Regions from separate parts of the Mus musculus genome. Here region 2 is linked to region 1. The links are chromatin contacts, called in public HiCAR-type maps. All regions are on one chromosome and are shown on one strand. The core of a region is the stretch at or near the end of the contact, and the rest is flanking DNA. Distances in the headings are between cores, read along the strand shown. Region 1 holds the start of Cyp2u1 (cytochrome P450, family 2, subfamily u, polypeptide 1). Region 2 holds the start of Tet2 (tet methylcytosine dioxygenase 2).

Region 1 (5,096 bases), core at 1,362-3,861:
GTCTATGCTGTCCTTGAAGTTGTGGCAATCCTCCTGCCTCAACCCCTCCAAGTGCTGCTGTGCCACTGTGCCTGTCTACAGGTCCTTTTCTTTATGATTTATGCTACAGGTCTTATTTTAGAAATCCCTTCCTACCAAGGATTCAGAAACACACCATTTTCTTATAAAAATTTAAAATGCTGACTTTGAAAACATTTTTTAAGATTTATTTTTACTTTGTATGTTTTTAAAAAATATTTACTTACTTATTTTATGAATATGAGTACACCATTGCTCTCTTCAGACACACCAGAAGAGGGCATCGGATCCCATTACAGATGGTTGTGAGCCATCATGTGGGTTATTGGCTCTTGAACTCAGGACCTCTGGAAGAACAGCCAGTGCTCTTAACCACTGAGCCATCTTGCCAGCCCCATCTCTGCATGTTTTATCTGAATGTATGTATGTGTACTATATGTGTGCCTGGTGCCTACAGAGACCAGAAGAGTCTGCTGGATCCCCCAGAACTGGAGTTACAGAAAGTTAGGCAGGGCCTTGTGGATGCTGGGAACTGAACCTAGGCCCTCTGGACGAATAGCAAATGCTCTCAATCACATGAGCCATTTCTCCAGGCCCCAGATTTTTTATTTTCTTCATTTTTAATTAATTCTCTATGACTTACCTATAATTCCAGTGAGATAAAAATACATTTTTTTTCATATAGATAACTGGGGTGGGGTTGAGGGTGTATAACCCATAGGCAGGTGCATGAGGAGGCCAGAGAAGGGCCTCCATGTGTCCCGATCTGTCACTCTCGGCCTTACTCTGTCGACTGCCTCTTACTGAATCAGCTCGCTGCTAGGCTGGTAGCCAGAATGCCAAGGTGATTCTCCTGCCTTGGGGTCTGAACACGACCCAGAACACTGGTAGTCTGTTTACTGTGGCCGATGGCTATAAACTTGAGTTGTCACTTAAATCAGATGAAGAGAGGGCAGAACGCTGGAGGTTTAAGCCAAGAGAGATTTCCTGGTCTTCCTTCACCAGTGGCCAGATTAGTTGTGTATCCTTACTCTAAATTTCATTCAGAGTGAACGTTTACAGATCCCTGTCTTAAATCAGAAGCATCTTACACAGTGGCTGTCATACACCCTTCATCTTGAACCCAACTCTAGCCAAGAGGCCACTAAGGTGCACGCAATTCAGCGCATCCAACTTCTGTTTTCTGCAGAGGCTGGAGTGGCCTTAGGAACAAGAACTAACTACCCTTGATATAGCAGTCAAGCTCTCCGTGCTCCAGCCCAGTGCTCACACCTGCCCTCCCCATTACAGGTGCCTCCAATTCCAGAGCTTTCTGAGGCCTTACATGGGGAGTTTCCAAGGCAAAATTAGAAATGGGGTGAGGGAGGGGATATCAAAGTATGAAGTCAGGGGGCCACTCTCCTGAACCGAAGCATATATATGCCACCCACAATGGATTCAGTCTTGTACTTCAGTGTCTGAAGACAGAACACAGGATTGACAGGTGGCTGGAGAATAGGAGATCGAGACCCTGTGTCTGCCGAGGGAGATATACACGGGCTCTGGGAACAGACTGGCTATCTTGAAATATTCTCTCAAAAAAATTAGTCACTTTCTCTTAAATTTAACCTCAGGCAAGTTCTTTAGTCACCCGCGGGGAGCAGCCACATTCTTTGCCAAAATATTAGAGGCTATGAACACATCCGGTTCACCAGTCTCCTAGCTTGGATTCTGGCCATTCCTAAGGGGGAAAAAAATATCTTCTTATACTTTTGCAACTGAATGATACTCGGTGAAATGAATCCCCCTCCCCCTTTTCCTAACACAGCCAATGTTTAGAAACGTTGAGATCAGACCTATGCGTGAGAAGGCCTCACTTGGGACAAAGGAAGGCTTCCGGGGTGGGTGGTCCTTATTTTACAGTTTGGTGCCCACACCTCCCTCACTTTCCAGTGTGTCTCCCACTTTAATCGCACACTAGAAAGCCACGCCTCCGTCCTCTATCCCCTATGCTGGTCATGACGCAGGTCCTGCCGCCTGGGGATCCTGAGCCCGCGGCGCGCTCACCCTTCTCCTTGGTCATGATGGAGATGAGCGGCATCCGCGGGCGGTCACTGAACACTTCAGCCTGCTGCACTAGCGCCTCGCGCACGCTGTGGAAGTCGCTGAGGACCACCACCAGACGGTGGCCGATGAAGAAGCTGAAGATGTTGCCATAGACACGGGCCATCCTGGCCAGGTACACATGCTGGCCCACCGTGTCCGTCTGGCTGCCCGAGCCCAGCCAGAACTGCGGTCGTAGAAAGCGCGGCACCAGCAAGTGCCCGAAGTTACCCACGAGTGGCCGAGGCTTGGGCCCCGGAGGGATGCCGCAGGCGCGTTGCCGCCGCAGCCAAACCCAGCCTAGCAGCACCGCCAGCAGGCAAAGTAGCAGCGCGCCTCCTGTCGCCCGCACGTGCAGTCTAGCTCCCGGCTGCTCCCCTGCCGCGGGACGCTGGTCCCCGAGCGAGGACATGTCCCAGGTACCGCCTGCATCTAGCTCCGCTGCAGACGCGCCGGCACCGCGACAGTAGCCGGCTACATGACTCAAGGTCAACCGCGAGGCAGGGCAAGGCACGCCCTTCCGATTGGCTGCGCCGCGTGCCCCTCTCGGGATCCTCCAGTCAGCTGCTCCTGCATAAGGTGGGGGCGGGACGTCCTACGGGACGGCTGGTGGTGACGAGTGGTCTCTCGCAGCACAGCTGAGCTGTCCTGAGTGGGGTTTTGTTTGTTTGTTTGTTTGTTTGTTTGTTTGTTTTGCCAGTTTAGTGCACTAGCAGCAGCAGGCTCCTCCAGGGGGTGTGAGCTTTCTGTGGGTTTCTGCATATGGCCTGACTATATCAAAACACTCAGAGAACCCGGGCTGGGTGACTGCTTTATTAATTAGCCTTAGACAAGACCTGAAATGCTGAGCTAGTATCCAACAATGTGATGTGTGGATATTCCAACATCTGGGGATGGCTCCAGAGTGCTTTACCTTCCTGTCATTTACAGGCCAGATGTTGTGGTTTCTCTCGGTTAGACTCTCCCTAGAATTGTCGATGCCCCCCCCCCTTTTTTTTCTATTTTAATTTTTCTATTCTTATTTCTATTTTCTACTTTTATTTGAATCTTGATAGCCTAGAACTCCTTATGTAGACCAGTTTGGCTACCAATTCAGAGATCCACCTACATCTGCCTCCAGAATTCACATATTAAAGACATATACTACCATGCTGGGGGAGGGGGTCAAATTCTAGCCCATGCTTGTGGTAGGGAAGTGCTTCACCTGTGATCCACGTTTGGTTCCTGTGTTAGATCACTCCCTCCCAACAAACACACGCACACACCACACAGAATTTGAACACTATGGTGCGTTATAAATATGACCAAAGCTTGAAGGGTGGTGACTTCTTTTCCTATTATGTGGGTTTTTAAAAAATATCTACTGTTCTCTACTGCTTTTGCCGTAGTTAGTAAAGTACACAAATACATTCTTCCTTCTCCCCTCCACAAACTACAAAAGCCCCTGTCACATTTCCAGTAATTAACCCTTATCAGATTCCTTTTCTTGTGTGACTTTAAACAAGATTTCCGAGTATAAGACATTAAGATGTTCATTATTATCTTGTTACTGTCTTGCAACTGGCCGCTCCTGTAACTCACAGTCCAGCCTTAATTGGAAGCCCCCTGTTTACGCTTCCACTGTTGGGTGCGATCACAGGAGTACTGTACTCTCCCCAGAGCACACATACACTTTCCAGCTGCTTGTTGGCAGATGCAGTCTCCAATACGGCATTTCCTTCTCTTTATGCCATTCTCTAACCCACTACTATCGGGTGAGCTCAATTCACAAATTATCTTAAGCTGTTTAGTCCCCCTTTTTCATGGCACAGCAGGAATCTATCCGACCCATTTGTCTTATCTTCTGCCTCTTCCCTGCCACCAAACACCCAGACTGCTGCCGCGTGCCCCCTCTTTGAAATATTCTCTGCAAAAAAATTAGTCACTTTCTCTTAAATTTAACCTCAGGCAAGTTCTTTAGTCACCCTCGGGGAGCAGTCACATTCTTTGCCAAAATATTAGAGGCTATGAACACATCCGGTTCACCAGTCTCCTAGCTTGGATTCTGGCCATTCCTAAGGGGGAAAAAAATATCTTCTTATACTTTTGCAACTGAATGATACTCGGTGAAATGAATCCCCCTCCCCTTTTTCCTAACACAGTTGGAATTAAGAGAGCCCTTCCAATCCTTGTACAACTTTGTCCAAATAAAACTGGACTCTCTAACCATTGAAATTCTGCCTTCAGCTGAGATTTAGATCTTTCAAAGGGGCTCCTCCTTTCACCTCTCCTAGAACCATCACAGGGCATACATGCAGCTAATTCTCGGGATGATTGAACATTGACCTAATTTAAAAACTGACAACTGCCCTCTCTTGTGTGAGATGTAACTGTGCTTATGATGTTTCCTAACTATTCTCTTACTTTCATTAATAGCTCTGTATGACAGATAGAAAGTTGACTTATACCTGTATGTCCCAGTTCATAAAGAACCAATCCCCAATACCTGAGAATATGACCCACATTTCTAGGAAGGATAGTATCCAATGTAATGAAGCTAAAATGAGGCTGTGTGAGTAGTCTAAGGTCAAGTTGAGTAGGTCCTAATCCAGTATGACTGGAGACTATGAAGAGACTAGGGCATGGAAGGCCATTTGAGGACTTAGCAAGAAGTCAGCCCCAGCCTCAGAAGCCAGAAAGACTTTGATCTTGACTTCAGGCCTCCAGAACTATGGGAGGTAAATTCCTGTTATTGAGCCACCTTATCTATAGCCCTTGGTAGCAATCCTATAAATTCATTTAAAAAGCCACGATGGTCTTCCCAACACTGGGAAAACCTTAACTATGACTCATGCAGCTTCTTAGGGATGGACCGCCCCCCCCCCCAATTAAATAAAGGACATTCTTACCAGGTAAAGGGACATTTTTCTGCTTGTTCTGTGACAAAACTTTTCCTAGGGAGACATAGCACACACATCTTCTCATTCCAGACAGGGAACCCATGACAGACTAATGTA
Region 2 (4,964 bases), core at 997-3,496, 2.2 Mb after region 1:
AATAGACATTTATGGGAGGGGGGAAAAAAAGCTCTGTTTCCTCTACCACTTCAGGGCAAGTCAGAGCCAATGAACTGCTCTGTTCAGGGATGAGTAATGTTTTACCCTCTGGTCATGTGAATGAGTCCCTAGTACCCAGCCTTAAGCAAACTTAGCCACAGTTCTCATTTCTGAGAACCAAATCAGAAAGACTTGTAAAGTGAACTCCTAAGGGTTTGGAAACTTGATTTATGCAGTGACATGCCTTTCCCTCTACCCTGTAATCAGATCAACCCATACTGATCTTAAGTTTAAGCCCCAATCTTTCACAAACACTGTTCTGCTTAATAAAATTTTTAAAAATAATATTTATTATGTTGTAATTTATATTGTACTCAAAACACATTATAAAACACACATACAGACATGGAGAAGAATGCAACTCCTCTTCAGTATTTCAACTTTCCATTAAAATGCAAATGTAATGATTTCATTAGCTAGGCTACAATACCCACAGTCTTAAACCAAACCAATATATTTTCTCTGTGAATCCCAACTTCCCGTACATGTAATCTTATCCTTATGATGGTTCTTTGCTGATGAATTCTGAGTATGAATTTTAGCATTATAATCCTAATTAGAGCAAAGTACAGTATGTGACTTGTGATTTTTAAATCTACAGATTTATTCTGCTCCCCAGATAGACAAACACCACAACATTTTGCTAAATTTTAAGCAAACAACTTGGGAAAAACAACAAAACAAACAAACAAACAAACCTAATTCTATTCCAAAAATTGCTCAAAGCAAACAAAATCTATCAATTAAGCCATTAACAAGCAAGTATCATGTCTTTTAACAGGACCTTCTCAAGAGTCTGGCCAGGCCTCACTTGGTTTCGCCAAACGTAGAAAACTCTCCATAGAAGAAACCCTATAAGCTTTCTAACAGTTAGCAAGCAGGTCTAGGGAAGAGAGTCAAGCTCTGAGTGAAGAGTGAGGAGGGGTGTTTGTGAACGACCAAATAAAAGAGTGAGTGCCAGAGTGAAGGAAATTTGGGATGGGACTTGTTAGAGATCTTCTCTGGGATTGGGTTTCATTTCTTCGGGCGCCCCTGACCTTGCCTTCTCCAACTCCAAACGCTTCGCCCGCCCCCTCCCCCGGCCTGCGCCTGCCTTTGTGTGTGCCTGTCACTTAAGGGGAACAGAACGAGCTGATTCGGGGGCAGCACAAAGCCAACACACAGATTTGCACAGATTCTCTTACACACATTTCCCAAACTGGAAGGCACAGCCCACTCTGAGCTTGTGAACCTTGAGAAAAGTGGGTTCTGGTCTTGTTTCAGGGAGCAGAGAAACTATTCTTTCCCCTCTCACTTAGCGCCAATAACAAAACGCGAGGACTCAAGAGAAAAAAAGAAAGAATGGAAAAAAAAAAAAAAGCCCTCCACGTAGTGGATCCTGAATCTACACACTGTGACATCTGTCTAGTGTAGTCCACGAGGGGACAAACGTGTTGGAAGCCAGAGACACAAACCCAGAACAGGACCCAAACAAGCACTACTGGAGATAAAAGAGTCAAACACACCGGGTCAGTGTTCTTTCCGGGGTGTCTGAGGATGAACTAGGGGCTCCCTGGACTTATACTAAGAACAGGGGAGAGGAGGATCAAAAGAGAAAGTGGTGGTCCCCAAAGATGAACTCTTTCAGGAAGGCAGCCCCAAGAAAACACTCACTTTCCTGAGACTAAAAGGCCAGAAGAGCGGCTGGTGGGAGGTACAAAGGTAAGTTTTCTGGGTACAGAGGGGAGACACGCATTAGCAGGAAGAAGGGACCACAGAAGTGCAGGTCGCAGGAGAAGGGGGTGCTGAATTAAAACTATATTTGTCAGCCATGTTGAAGAAGCTCCTGTAATTTGTGAGGCTTCCCTCTTCCCTCTTAGTATTTGTGGGTGACATGACAGTCCCCGCAAGGCCGAGAGAAAGAGAGGGAGATTGGAAAGGGACCATTCCGCAGCCGTCAAGAGCGAGGAAAGAAAGAGAGAGAGAGAGAGACAGGCGCGGACCTCAGCGCTCTGACCTGGTTCTGGTCCCTCAGCCTCGCAGTCCACCGCCGTCGCAGCCGGGTCTCCTTTCTAACAAATCCTACAGGGCAGCCATCTTGCTTCCTTCTGCTCCTCTACGAAAGCAGCCTCGCCTCCGCATCAATATTCATAAGGCAGTTTGACGTCTGTTCTCTAGGCTCGGCGGGGCCGGCTCTCAGGCGGCCGCCGAGGGGGCGGACGTGACTGGCATGCGAGCGGAGCGGGCGCGAGCGCGGGAGCGGGCCGTGCGCTCGCTCCCTCGCGGAGGCGCGGCGGGACCCGGGGCCGTGCGCTCGCTCCCTCGCGGGGACGCGGCGGGACCCGGGGCCGTGTGCTCGCTCCCTCGCGGAGGCGCGGCGGGACCCGGGGCCGTGCGTTCGCTCCCTCGCGGGGACGCGGCGGGACCCGGGGCCGTGCGCTCGCTCCCTCGCGGGGGCGCGGCGAGTCCCGGCTGCGCGCTCACTCCCTCGCGGGGGGCTAGGGGACCTCCTCTGCTCGGCTCCTCCCCGGCCTTTCCTGAGCCCCGGGTGCCGCCGGCCGCACACCCACGCGTGGGCGGCCTCCGCGCCTCTGTCTCCCGCGGGGGCCGCGTAGGCACTTGGAAACTCTGCGCCCTCCTGCGCGCTCCAGGGGCCCCTGGCTCCCCGCGCTCCCGCTGCCAGCACCTCACCAGTCGTCTCCCCACTCGCCCCCACACCCTGCCACCCCCTTCCCTGTCGCCCAGCCAAGCCGCTCCCCATTTCCCCAAAGGCCGTGCCGGGAGAGCTAGAGGGGCCTGGGCGCTAAAGTCTCCACTCTGCAGCAATCCGGCGGCGCCGGGGCTCTCCCCGCCCAGGCCCACCTTCTGTTTACTTTGGCCACGTGGGCCGCGCAGGGGGTGCTGTCTCGCAGAGCCCAGAGGAGCGGTGTCACCGAGCCCCTGCTTGTCACTCGAAAGAATTAAGCCAGCAGTTTCTAATGTTCAAGGCGCCCCCGTAAGTTCCTCTATTTTGCACAAATTTCCACTCCGTACGGTAAAGTAATGAAGAAACCGCCTTGTGGGAAGCTGAATTCCGAACAAGCAGAGAGCGCTCAGTTTTCCCTGAAGTTCAAGGCTTGTGCGCACCAGCTCTTCTGCTGGCACTTCCGTTTTTTAAACTTACATTTTAAATGTTCCTTTTGGTAATTATTAACTTTTGAAGATGAGATCGAGGCAAATTCATAGGAATCATGAGACAGTAGTTTAGGAAATTTGTGCTCACACATCCACCCACCCTCCTCCTGTCTTCAAGTTTTCAGTCACTGAATGTTACGTTTTAATAGGTAATCTGGGAACCTCTTCTGTGGGATCGGTTGCGTTCACAGCAACCTTAAGTCTACTTTAACACTATTATATTGTCTGTAATGCACCCTTTCTTTGTGTGTGTGTGTGGGTGGGTGTTCTTTAGAAATGAGGCCTGGAACCAACTAACTCTCTCTCTAACTCTCTCTCTCTCTCTCTCTCTCTCTCTCTCTCTCTCACACACACACACACACACACACACACACACACCACATAAATTTTGAAAAGAAAGAGCAGACCTGCAATCACAGCATTTAGAAGTCTGAGGCAGTAGGATGTCTGACAGTTTGAATTTAGCTGGGTATTGTAGTTAGATTGTTTCAAGAAGAAAGGAAGGAAAAGAAAGGAGAGAGAGAGAAAAGAAGGAGGAGGAGGAGGAAGAAGAAGGAAGGAAGGAAGGAAGGAAGGAAGGAAGGAAGGAAGGAAGAAGAAGAAGCAAATAGCCATAACATTTTCCCTTAATTTCATGAAATGTAAACACTTCCTCTTTGTAAAATCTCATAGATGTATGTACTCACACAGGAAAGGCCAGGACCTCTATGTGGCACATTGTTACTCTGTGTTACATTGTTGCAGAGAAGATTGCCTAAAGTAAGTTCTAAGGAAACAATGTTTCTTCCATTTAGAAACAGTTACCAAGGTGTGATCTCACAAATCAGTAATCAAAATATTTACCTGGGCTCTACAGCACCTTATTTTTAAATTATTTTTTTTTTCTTTTTGAGGCTGGGTCTCACTGTGTGGCACTGGTTCATCTGAAACTATGTAGACCAGTTGGCTTAGACTCTGTCTTAGTCAGGGTTTCTATTCCTGCACAAACATCATGACCAAGAAGCAAGTTGGGGAGGAAAGGGTTTATTCAACTCACACTTCCACATTGCTGTTCATCACTAAAGGAAGTCAGGACTGAAACTCAAGCAGGCCAGGAAGCAGGAGCTGATGCAGAGGCCATGGAGGGATGTTCTTTACTGGCTTGCTTCCCCTGGCTTGCTCAACCTGCTCTCTTATAGAACCAAGACTACCAGCCCAGAGATGGCACCACCCACAAGGGGACCTCCCTGTTTGATCACTAATTGAGAAAATGCCTTACAGCTGGATCTCATGGAGGCATTTCCTCAACTGAAACTCCTTTCTCTGTGATAACTCCAGCCTGTGTTAAGTTGACACAAAACTAGCCAATACAGACTCAATAGAAATCAGCTTGCCTTGTTCACCTGCTTTGTCTGGCCTTTTAAAAAAATTATGATTATTAATTAATTAGTTTATTTGTATGAGTGTTTTGCTGGTGTGTATATCTGTGTACTGTGTGTTGGCCTGGTGCCCAGGAGGTCAAGGAGTGGGAGTCAGTTACAGATGATTTTGAGCTGCTGTGTGGGTGCTGGGAACTAAGACTAGGTCCTCTGCAAGAACAAGTGCTCTTTCTTAACCTCGGAGCCATCTCTCCAGGCTCGTTTCTATTTGTTTACCAAGCACTGCCAAGAGTCTGTTGAGTTCCTGTGGAAATCCAAAACTGCCAGCTAGTGACCAGAGCTAAAATAGCCATACTATTCCTGTTGAGGACTTCCTCAAAACCAGAGTCATTG

What was found. HiCAR-type assays count read pairs that join an accessible place to other places.
Region 2: a contact with region 1 is called in a HiCAR-type map of astrocytes, with 4 times the contacts expected there. The contact joins the promoter of Tet2 here to the promoter of Cyp2u1 in region 1. A contact is called at or near these places in 1 of 39 promoter capture datasets (liver) and 1 of 115 datasets of contacts at active chromatin or transcription factors (astrocytes).

Annotation. Positions count from the first base shown.
Region 1 is chr3:131,300,616-131,305,711 of GRCm38.p6, forward strand. It overlaps Cyp2u1 (cytochrome P450, family 2, subfamily u, polypeptide 1), which reads right to left and starts at 2,612. Exons shown (of 5, transcript NM_027816.3): 1 at 2,065-2,612. The coding sequence starts at 2,512.
Region 2 is chr3:133,542,144-133,547,107 of GRCm38.p6, forward strand. It overlaps Tet2 (tet methylcytosine dioxygenase 2), which reads right to left and starts at 2,247. Exons shown (of 11, transcript NM_001040400.2): 1 at 2,057-2,247.